2 separate regions of the Mus musculus genome follow, and region 1 is linked to region 2. The links are chromatin contacts, called in public promoter capture Hi-C maps. All regions are on one chromosome and are shown on one strand. Each heading gives the region's core, a stretch centred on a gene start, on an enhancer-like site or on the middle of the called end of the contact. The rest is flanking DNA. Distances are from core to core; before and after follow the strand shown.

The links. Promoter capture Hi-C pulls out the DNA fragments that hold promoters and counts their contacts.
Region 1: a promoter capture Hi-C map of hippocampal neurons shows a contact between it and region 2, with 2.5 times the contacts expected there. The contact joins the promoter of Napa here to the promoter of Sae1 in region 2. A contact is called at or near these places in 6 of 39 promoter capture datasets (cranial neural crest, hippocampal neurons, liver and 2 more), 6 of 484 Hi-C or Micro-C datasets (CD4 T cells, cerebral cortex, embryonic stem cells and 1 more), 4 of 115 datasets of contacts at active chromatin or transcription factors (the HPC-7 cell line, bone marrow-derived macrophages, microglia and 1 more) and 3 of 9 other capture datasets (adipose tissue, liver and macrophages).

What each region holds. Positions count from the first base shown.
Region 1 is chr7:16,095,824-16,101,070 of GRCm38.p6, forward strand. Napa (N-ethylmaleimide sensitive fusion protein attachment protein alpha) reads left to right here and starts at 2,757. Exons shown (of 11, transcript NM_025898.4): 1 at 2,757-2,951. The coding sequence starts at 2,854. Zfp541 (zinc finger protein 541) reads left to right here. Exons shown (of 16, transcript NM_001099277.2): 16 at 1-511. The coding sequence ends at 36.
Region 2 is chr7:16,385,079-16,390,468 of GRCm38.p6, forward strand. Sae1 (SUMO1 activating enzyme subunit 1) reads right to left here and starts at 2,818. Exons shown (of 9, transcript NM_019748.3): 1 at 2,563-2,818. The coding sequence starts at 2,672.

The DNA of each region.
Region 1 (5,247 bases), core at 1,507-4,006, 290 kb before region 2:
GAGCTGGGGGCCGACATGGGCCCCTTGCAGTGGTGACTTCTTGCTAGAATTTGGTCTGCAAGGAGAGGGGAATTCAGCTCTGAACCAGTGCCCTGGGCCTCTCAGAAGTGTTTGGGGCCCTCTTATCCTCTCTGTCCTCTCACTTCCAGCCTTGCTAGCATTTGGACATGAACAGGCAGAAGCCCTCCAGGTAGCTCTGCAGTCATGTGGGTCATCAGAAGCTCCATTATCTCCTGGTTAATAGTTGCTTACTTGCCGTCCCAGTCACTTGGAGGGGACCCTGGGAGGCAGAAGGTTTGGTCTAAGTGGCATTTAGATCTGAGCTGGCATGGGACTGACATTGGTTAGAAAGAATCAGTAAGGACACCTGAGACACAGTGAGCTGGGCCCTCCTTGGGCAGGGCCTCTCTGCATTCCCACCATCCCTAGTCTTGCAAAGACTGTATATTGTTAGGTGTATTTTTTACGTGTCTGCTTATATCTTATTAAATTGGGTTCTTAAAGAGCTGTCCTCCAACTTCCAAGCCTGTGTGCTCTGCAGAAGCTTCAGGGCCATAGTTGGGACCAGGAGGTGAGCAGAGAGAGGGGAGAAGGTGGGCACACAGTCATCTGTGCTCTCTTTAGCACCACACACCAGCTCTTCTCTTGTAGATGGGCATATACACACACAGCAATGAAAGCCCCTTCATCAAAGAGCTTCATTTTAGGAGGGGTCTTCTAGCAGCTGTGAATGAGTGCACTCGTGAGAAAGTAATGACAGTAGGCATGATTTGGCCATGAAAATGGGAAGGGTTGGGTTGGTTAGACTAAAGCCAGAAATGCATGTGTGGATGTAGCTGCTCAACCTGAAATGAAGGAGGAAGACCGTAACAGCAGGCAGAATGGTGCCTTTGCTGCAGCCTATGTAAGGTCAGGGACATCTATACCAACCCCAGCCTGCAAGAGCCATGCCTCAACTCCTGTACCCAGGGCCCGATCCCAGCACTACACAGAAGGTCTCAACATCTCAGCTAAAGCTTAAAGGCAGGGAGGAAATTGATTTTGGAGCTGTTGAGACATCCTGTTTGAGGGAAATGAGGGGTACAAGGCAGCCCCAGAACCAGAATGGCTGTCTTCCTTCCTACTTGAACATTTTTTCCCAATGTGTGTAGCTGGTAAATTAGGAAATGCACTTTGCTTGGTGGGTGTTCCCAGTGACCTGAGCATTGCTATGCAGTGAGCATTCATTCCACTGCTCTACCCTGAGTGACCCAACTCCATGAGTGGAAATGCAGTTCTGGCCTTATGGGTTGAGGGCATATAGTCATCCATTGCTGCATAGCTCATTGCTCCAAAAGGATGACACGTTGCAGCAAATGGAAGTGGAACCATATCTGCTTGTGGCCATCCAGACTCACCAGCTCTGAGGTCAGTGTACAGTCATGATGAGCACAGGTACATTTGGGGAAGTGTTCAATGGGAAAGGGTCAGAGGAAGATGTCTTTTGCCTTTTCCTGTCCCCAACACCCAACTCACATAACACTTTCCTCAAATGTTCCCTGCTAATCAGCGAAGTTCAGTAAAGAAGAGATACAGATTCCTGCACCACAGCACACTATAGGGATTGGAATCACTGTGGGCAGGGCCCTGGGGACTGACCTTTAGAATAACTGTAGATTTACAGAAAACTAGCCTATGCTAGTTCCCACATAGCAGTTTCTGTCCTATAGTAAGATGTTGCTCTTACTATAGCATAGTGTATTTAGTACAGATACTGAACCACTGTCAATAACTGACTGTCCATGCTTTATTTAGACTTTTCCACTAATTTTTAACTGTGTGTGTGTGTGTGTGTGTGTGTGTGTGTGTGTGTGTAGGCCAGAGGTTGATGTCAGGAGTCTTCTTCAGTTGTTCTGCACCTTAGTTTTCGAAACCAGGTCTCTCTCTGGCCCTGGAACTCATTGATTCTGCCAGACTGGCTGGCCAGCAAGCTCCAGGCATATGCCTGTCTCCCACCCACCCATTCCTGTTACAGGTGCCCGCTGACACACCCAGCTTTTTACATGGGACTGAGTATCTAGTGACATTCTGTGTGTGGCACTGCAAGATACTCCCTAAAGGCATTGTGTGTGTAGGTTAGAGAACAATTTGGAGGAGCTAGTTCTCACCTTCTACTATGTGGGTCCCAGGAATAGGAATATGGTTGTTAAACTTGGTAGCAAATGCCTTTAGCAGCTGAGCCATCCAGCTAGAAATGGAGACCTTCTGGATTCCCCAAGCCAATTCTAGAGACGATCGCCAGAGGGAGTAAGAAGGTTCGTTTTCACTGCACAGTTTTTTCCCAAGTGACTATGACGTAAAGCGAAACAGGAGGCGGAGCTAAACTGCTGGGTCAGTCAAACCTGGAGCATGAACCTAGAGGCGTCACATGAGCGCCGCGACACTGGTCAGGTGATTAGTGTGACCCAGTTCCGCCGAGGCGTGGCAGAACAAGTCTATAGAGCCTGCTGATTGGTTGGAGGGAGTCAAAGGTCGCGCTTTGGGGGCGGTGGGCTCTTGGCGGTTCGGGCTTATGATTGGCTTATTTGGTGTCACGTGGCAATGCGCTTGTGGGGGTTCCAGGAGGCTAGCGGCGTGTGCTCACGTGTTGGGGGGGGGGGGGTCAAGGTGCTGAGTGCGGTAGCCGGAGGGGGCGTGCCGGGAGGAGAGTGCCTCGCAGCTTGAGCCCACTGGTTGGTTCGCAGGGTTCACGTGGGGTGGCAGGCCTGGGTGACGTCAACGCAGCGGGCGGAGCTCCGCTGAGTGCGCGGTGTCCGGGGCCTGTGAGTCGTCGCCAGGCTGTGTCGGGCCTGAGCCGAGCAGCTGCGCGACGTCATGGACAACTCCGGGAAGCAGGCTGAGGCTATGGCGCTGCTGGCTGAAGCGGAGCGCAAGGTGAAGAACTCGCAGTCCTTCTTCTCCGGCCTCTTTGGGTGAGCAATGGGCGAGGCTGGGCCCAAGGCGGGGAAGAGCGGGCTCTTCTGCTCTGCACTTTGGGAGCCCCTCAGCGGCCTTGCAGGCCCTGGCCGTGGCCCTATGGCTGACGACACCCGCTGACTGGTGGCCGCGCCTTTCCCAGGCCGGTGCCCGTGGATCTGTGCGGCCCAGGCTGCCGGGGTGAGGACACCAGACCGAGGGGACCCGGGCTGGGGCGTCCTTGGGCATGATGAGCCGGAGTACGAGGTGTGAGGGTGAGTGGGGCCCTGCTAAGAGTGACTGATGGCGAGGCCTGGACTGAGAGGTGGAGACTTGTGCTTGGGGAACAAGCATGAATGGACAGTGACACTGGTTTTAGCCAAGACAATGGTGATGGGAGGATGAGGCACACAAGAGAATCATTAGGGTGGTAGGACCACCGCCTACTAGGTGGTCCTCAAGTCTGGAGTCTGAACACACCCAGGAGGTGGCAAATACCTCACACAAAGTTTATGCAAGTTTGCCATCTTCAGCCATATTAACTTAGGAGCAGCAGAACCCATGCTTGGGATGCGATTCCGAGGTTTCTTTATCTTAAGGGAGTAGGTCTCTCTGAAAGGGCTTGTTGGTAAAAACTAACTGCAGAAGTTTGTTATGAGTATAAACTATGTGTACTGTGCTCAGAATTGAGTCTGGCCCTCTGAAAGGCTCATCAGGCAGGAAGAAGCAGACTCAGAGAGTGTAAGATGCTGATGGGGAAACCAAGATGGTAGGAATTGGAGTGCTTGAGGGGTCTGGGGAGAGGGCCAGAGCCTTGGGATATAGGAGGGGGTAGGGGGAGACGACACTACATGGCAGCAGGCAAAGCTCTTGAAGGAACAGGCAGAGAGGAACACTGGGGAAAGGTCCAGGCAGGTGTTGAGGAAGAGCTGTGCAGGGGTAGGACACAAAATCAGAAGCCTCCAAAGCAAGGATGGAAGGATACAGAAGACAACCAGGAAGTTGGGGAAAGCTCTGGGAGAGACTGTTATAAGCTGGGTGAGGACAGAAAGACATGAAGGGGAGGGAGAGGATGAAGCCATCCCTTGTTGTTTGCCATCAGATAATGTTTAGCAAAGGAACTTGAAAAATGTTTATACCTGCTGCACAGACATCTGGTTAATGACAGGCTATGTCAGTTAGATGAGAATGTTTCATTAGAGAGAGTGTGAGTGTGTGTGTGTGTGTGTGTGTGTGTGTGTGTGTTTCTTCAGTCTTCACAAGGGAAGAAGTTCAGGTTAGGCGTGGTGTTGGGGCGGTGCCTCCCGCTCAGTTTTCAGCAGTAGTTTTCCTGATGGCTCAGTGTCTGATCTCTTTGGCCCAGAGAGATAAGTGTAGAGTTGGGCTGCTCCCAGGGGAGCAGCTGTGTGTCCACCTGTTTACCACTTCCCAGCCACTGGTAGAGCAGAGCTTTCTGGTATAAGGTATACGTTTGTATCATGCACTTAAAGTTCTTGAGCTGAAAAGAAACTTTGAGAACTTGAGGGAGGCTTTTGGTGAGGAGTGAAGCTGGGAACAGTGGCCTGGGAGGGCAGTCTAGGCATCAGGGATGGTGGGACAGGGACAGAGATGGCTTCTTAGAGGGTGGGCTTTCATCCAGGGCTGAGCAGGAGATCTAGGGGACTCTCAGTTGGAGAGCAGCAGAAGGGAGAAGCTTGAGAAAAGGCCCAGAAGCCTGCCTGCTGAAGGAAGAGTTAGTACAGGCAGAGTTCCAAGGCAGACCATGACTTTGGGGGGTGGGGGCTGGACATAGATGAAGCCTGTGAGCATGGGCTTGGATTTGAGGTACTGGGGAGCCTGCGGGATTTTAGTGAGGGCCTGTTGCAGTGGGTTCCTCTTTTACCCTTTAGAAAAAAAACACACACACATATAACAGCTGGTTATGGGACAGTGATGTGGAAGGAACCCTGTTACAGCAATAGTGGATCATGCCTGCCAGTTGCTCACTCTGCTGCCCAGCCCTGCCTGGGCCAGGTAGTCAACTTTATGTAGTATGCACACTGTGGAGGTGGGTAAAGGATAAAGTGGGCAGCCTAGACTTGATTTATTTGTCTAGCAGCACAAGAAGCAGAGGGGACACCAGGTGGTCAGACCTGGCCCCTGGGGTTCCATAGCCCCCTCCATTAGCCTAGTGCTTCTGAAGCCCAGAGACTCCAGGACACTCATGCCTGCTGTGGACACTGTGTGTAGGGAGGGTGTTGGCAGACTAGTTTGAGGTGCTGCCTCCCTTAGACTGCTGCCTGCCCCCACAGTAGTTTTCTACAAACATTTGAA
Region 2 (5,390 bases), core at 1,568-4,067:
CCTTGAACTCCTAGCCCTCCTGAAGCCACCTTGGAAGCACTGGGATTATAAATCTCTCTGCACCTGTGATGCCAGCTCTCCTAGCACTGGGCAGGAGGACTGTTCCACGTCTGATGCCAGCTCGGGTTAGAGTGAAACCCTGTCTCAAAGGGAAAATCAAACATCCGCTGGGGTAGGCTGGGAAGCTGGAGTATTTCTAACCCAAGTAAAACACACACACCCAGCACGGGATTCCACCTCTGGCCCTGAAACTATAACTGCTCAGAAAACCTCTTAGGCATGTCAGTGGTTCAACACTCTTAATATTTTCCCTTCTTTTGTTGCTTAATATTCAGACTTGTCTAATCACAGAGAATCTACTGAAGTCTGCTGGGCATAGGAGTTGTACATGTGCTATCTCATTTACGTCTCAGTATAATAAAGTATATTCATTCCCTTTTTTCTTCAGAGACTCTATATGTGTGCACATCTGAGTGTATGTATGTGCAACACATATACACATATGTATGTATGCGCAGTGCCCACAGAGGCCAGAAGATTTCAGATTCCCTGCAACCAGAGTTACAGGTGGTTGTGAGTCATCACGTGGTTGAGGGGGAATGAAATCTGACCCTACTTCCAAGAGCTGCTCTCTCGGTCCTACCCTCCCCACTTTAAAAGTAAGGGTCTCATTATGTAGATCATGTGGCCTAAAGCTCACTGGGAATAAAGGTATATGCCACCATGCCAAGGCCTTGAACTTCTGATCTTCCTGCACTTACCTTTCAAGGGCTAAGATTACAGACATGCACTAACACATCTTGCTTATATGGTGTCTCCCTCCCTCCTCAGCCTCCTGAATACTGGGATTACAATGTCCAGCTTTCTGGTTTGATTGGGGTGTTTATGTAGACCTAGCCTGCCTCTGATAGGATCAAAGCTTGTATCACCATGCCTGACAGTGTTTTTGTTTTTTAAGATTGTATTTATTTACTTATTATATGTAAGTATACTGTCGCTATCTTCAGACACTCCAGAAGAGGGTGTCAGATTTCGTTATGGATGGTTGTGAGCCACCATGTGGTTGCTGGGATTTGAACTCCGGAGCTTCAGAAGAGCAGTCAGGTGCTCTTACTCACTGAGCCATCTCACCAGCCCGTGTTTTGGTTTTTGAGGTTAGGTGTCCCTGTACAACTCACGATGGCATTGAACTACTCTGTACTGAAGATTAACTTTGAGCCCACTCCTCCATCCTCAGCCTCCTAAGTGCTGCAATGTCAGGTGTATGTACGACACTACCCTAGAGCCTTATCACTATGGAACTTTATTATTTATGAATATTGCTCTTAGTCCCCATCAAAACATAAGCTTCAAGTTGGGAAGGAGCCTATTTAGTTCAATAAAAAATGCTCAAGGAGCCCAAGTAAGATGCCTCACCAAGTAAAGTGCTTGTCTCAAATGCCTGGGGGACACCTGGCAACCTGAGTTTAGACCTCAAAAATCTACATAAAGGAACTGACTTCACAAAGTTGTCCTTTGGCATCCACATCAACACCATGGAAAACGTACAGAGAAGTCAAAACATAAAATTCTAAAACCTCTCCCCCAAAAAATGCTCCCCCCAAAAATGCCTAGGGAGCCAATGTGTGATGATGCATGTATTTATCTCAGCACTTAAGACAAGTAAGATCTCTGCAAGTTCAAAGCCAGCCTAAGCTATAAAAACAATTACCTTTGGAGTTTGTTTTGATTTGAGTCAGGATCTCACTGTGGTAGCCCTGGCTGTGTTGGAACTACATAGCTCAGACTAACCTCGAACTCACAGACATACTCCTGCCTCTGCCTCAGGAGTACTAGAATTAAAAATATGAACAACCATATCCCCACAAAATATAATTTATAACTTGAATATGTTAAGGAAGCCAGGCGTGATGGCACGTGCCTTTTTAATCCCTGTACTCATTCGGGATGCAGAAGCAGGCAGATCTCTGAGTTTGAGATCGTCTACAGAGCGAGGCCCAGGACAGCCAGGGCCACAGAGAGAAACCTGGTCTGGGGGAAGGGGAAAGAAAAACAAACAAACAAACAAACAACCCAACGTCTGTAGCTGTGTGCTGAATAAATTGGGCCACTCTGCGCCTCTCCAGGGGTCCCTTTGTCAGGACTTGCCCTCAAGCACTCCTCTAGAGGAGCCTGTGGGGTTTGTCAAGTCCCCAGGGCGTCCAACACAGGTTCCCATGCATAGAAATTAATGAGCTCAGCCCGCCACCCCCCTATTTTGCACTAATGCTCACCCCACTTAGACCCTACAAGCCTCACCTAAATCCCACCATCACCAGGTACTGACACCGAGGGAGCCTCAAGTTCAAATCCTCCCTCTCCCCCGCCTCCTCCAAGGACACTCTCAATACTACACAGGGGACATCTCCACCTCCGGTACTTTGCAGAAACACCGTCCATTCGTCAGTTCTGAAGCACTAGGAAACCCAAGTGCAGCAATCCCGCCTCCGCTCCACAACAGGGCCGCACCCACTCCCTCAGGGCCCACACGCCGGCCCGCAGGATGCCCGCGGCGCCCCTCACCGCTTCTGGGCCTCCAGTCCCCACAGGCGGATCTGTCGGTCATACTGCGCTGCCTCCTCCTCGCTGATGCCACCGCCGCCGCCGCCGCCAGCCTCCTCCTTCTCTACCATGGCGCCGGCTTTCAGCTCACCCGCTCCCGCTCTCGCTAACCGCCAGCAGCGAGTCCGTGCACCGGGGACGCGCTTGCGCCTGCGCAGAGAGCCGCGCCTGCGCAGTGCCACCTCCGTGCTTTGCGGGAGACCACGTGGATACCGAAGACTCCAAGGCCCGCTCGCTGCCCCATCACGTGATGGAGACGCCAATCAATCCCGGAGAGGAAAAAGAAAAAAAAAGAAAAGTGGCGGGTGTTTTGATTCCTCGAGGATGTCCACGCGGTCATTTATGAAGCGGATCTGGATCGAGTTGTCACCGGGATTCCAGCATCGATGGTGTGGTGAAATAAAGATACTACTTTAAAATAACAACACATGGAGCTCACTACCTATTGAGGCGAAAAAAATAAAACAAAAGAAAGCTAGACTTTCCTCCTGGACAGAAAAAGAGGAAGGACTCCTCTCTGCCCTCTCCTCTCCTGACACATTCTCAAATCCTTATGTAAGATGCAAGACTCAAATTGATCATGGTGGGCTATGCCTGTAATCACAGCTTTTGGACAAAAATAAGTGAAAGGAATCAAAAGTTAAAGGCCAGCCTGGGTTACATGAGATCCTGTTAACAGAAGCAAACCTAAATTTATGAGCTCGTGCCTGTAATCCCAGCATTCATGCCTTCACAAGGCTGAAGTAGGAGAATTACTACGAATGAGATCCTGTCTCAAAACCGTCAAGGACTGAAAAGATGGCTCAGTAAAGTGCTTGCCTGAGTTTAATATCTATATTCCTATTTAAAACAAAAACAAAACAAACAAACAAACAAATTTGTAGTGCAGATTTGTAATCCCAGCACTTGGGAGAAGGTTTTCTGGGCCTTGCTCAGACCCACACTTATCTAACCAACAAACCCATATCCCAATGAAGATATCCTGGGTCAAAAACCAAGGCTGATGCTGGGTGATGATGGCTGCCCAGAGCTTTAATCCCAGCACTCTGGAGGCAGAGGCAGGAAGATCTCTGAGTTGGAGGCCAGCCTGGTCTACAGAGTGAGTTCCAGGACAGCCAGGGCTATATAGAGAAACCCTGTCTCAAAAAACAAAAACAAACAAACAAACAAACAAACAAAAAAGAGTTCAAAGCTGGGGCTGGAGAGATGGCTCAGTGGTTAAGAGCACTGACTACTCTTCCAGAGGTCCTGAGTTCAATTTTCAGCAACCACCTGGTGGCTCACAACCATCTCTAATGGGATCTGATGCCCTCTTCTGGTGTGTGTTTGAAGACAGCTACAGTGCACTCACATAAATAAAATTAATAAATAAATCTTTAAAAAAAGAGAGAGAGTTCAAAGCTGGGGCTGGCGAGATGGCTCAGCAGTTAAGAACACTGACTTCTCTTCCAAAGGTTCTGAGTTCAAATCCCAGCAACCACATGCCCTCCTCTAGTGTGTCTGAAGATAGCTACAATGTACTAAGATATAATAATAAATAAATCTTTAAAAAAAAAAAAACAGAGTTCAAAGCCAGTCTGGACCACATAGCAGGACTCTACCTCAAAAAAAAAAAAAATTAGAATAAATCCCAGTATGGTTACACATGCCTTTAATATGCCTTTAATAGCAGCACTTGGAAGGCAGAGGCAGGTGGATCTGTGAGTTGAGGCTAGGCTGATCTACATAGCAGCTCCAGACCAACCAGTGGACTGCAAATGTGAGGATTTAAATTTGGTTCTTTAGAAAGCCAGATTTGGTAGTCAGCATGTCTTCAATCCCAGCACTCACACCTAGAGATAGGAAGCAAAGACAGACTCCCCCAGCCTGGTATATGCTGCAATGAAAAAGGGATGTGAGCCAGTCGGTGCTCTTAACCGCTGAGCCATCTCGCCAGCCCCAGCTTTGAACTCTCTCTCTCTTTTTTTTAAAGATTTATTTATTAATTTTATTTATGTGAGTGCACTGTAGCTGTCTTTAGACACACACCAGAAGAGGGCATCAGATCCCATTAGAGATGGTTGTGAGCCACCAGGTGGTTGCTGAGAATTGAACTCAGGACCTCTGGAAGAGCAGCCAGTGCTCTTAACCACTGAGCAATCTCTCCAGCCCCAGCTTTGAACTCTTTGTTTGTTTGTTTGTTTGTTTTTGTTTTTCGAGACAGGGCTTCTCTATATAGCCCTGGCTGTCCTGGAACTCACTCTTTAATCCCAGCACTCGGGAGGCAGAGGAAGGCAGATCTCTGAGTTTGAGGCCAGCCTGGTCTACAGAGTGAGTTCCAGGACAACCAGGGCTACACAGAGAAACCCTGTCTTGTAAAACAAAACAAAACAAAACAAAACAAAACAAAACAAAACAAAAAAGGGATGTGGTCTTATTCAAGGTGGGAGATAAAGACTGACACTAGAGGTTATCCTCTGACCTCCACAGGTTGGATGAGACACTGATAAGCTCACATACACCACACACAATATTGTAAATGATAACAACACTTCCTCAACCAATGCTTTTGAAAGCAACCGTAATTAAATATATACAGAGAGAGAGAGAGAGGAGAGAGAGATACACACATTCACACACGCTTTCACATGCACTCACAAATAAAATAATACCAAAAACCTTGGAAGTTAGTGGTTGTTTATTAAAAGAGCAATTGATGGGAGAAGGAAATGGATAGAAGAGGATAATGAGGGCTGGCAACTATGATGGGATAACATTATGTGTATGTATGGAATCGTCAAAAAAATTAA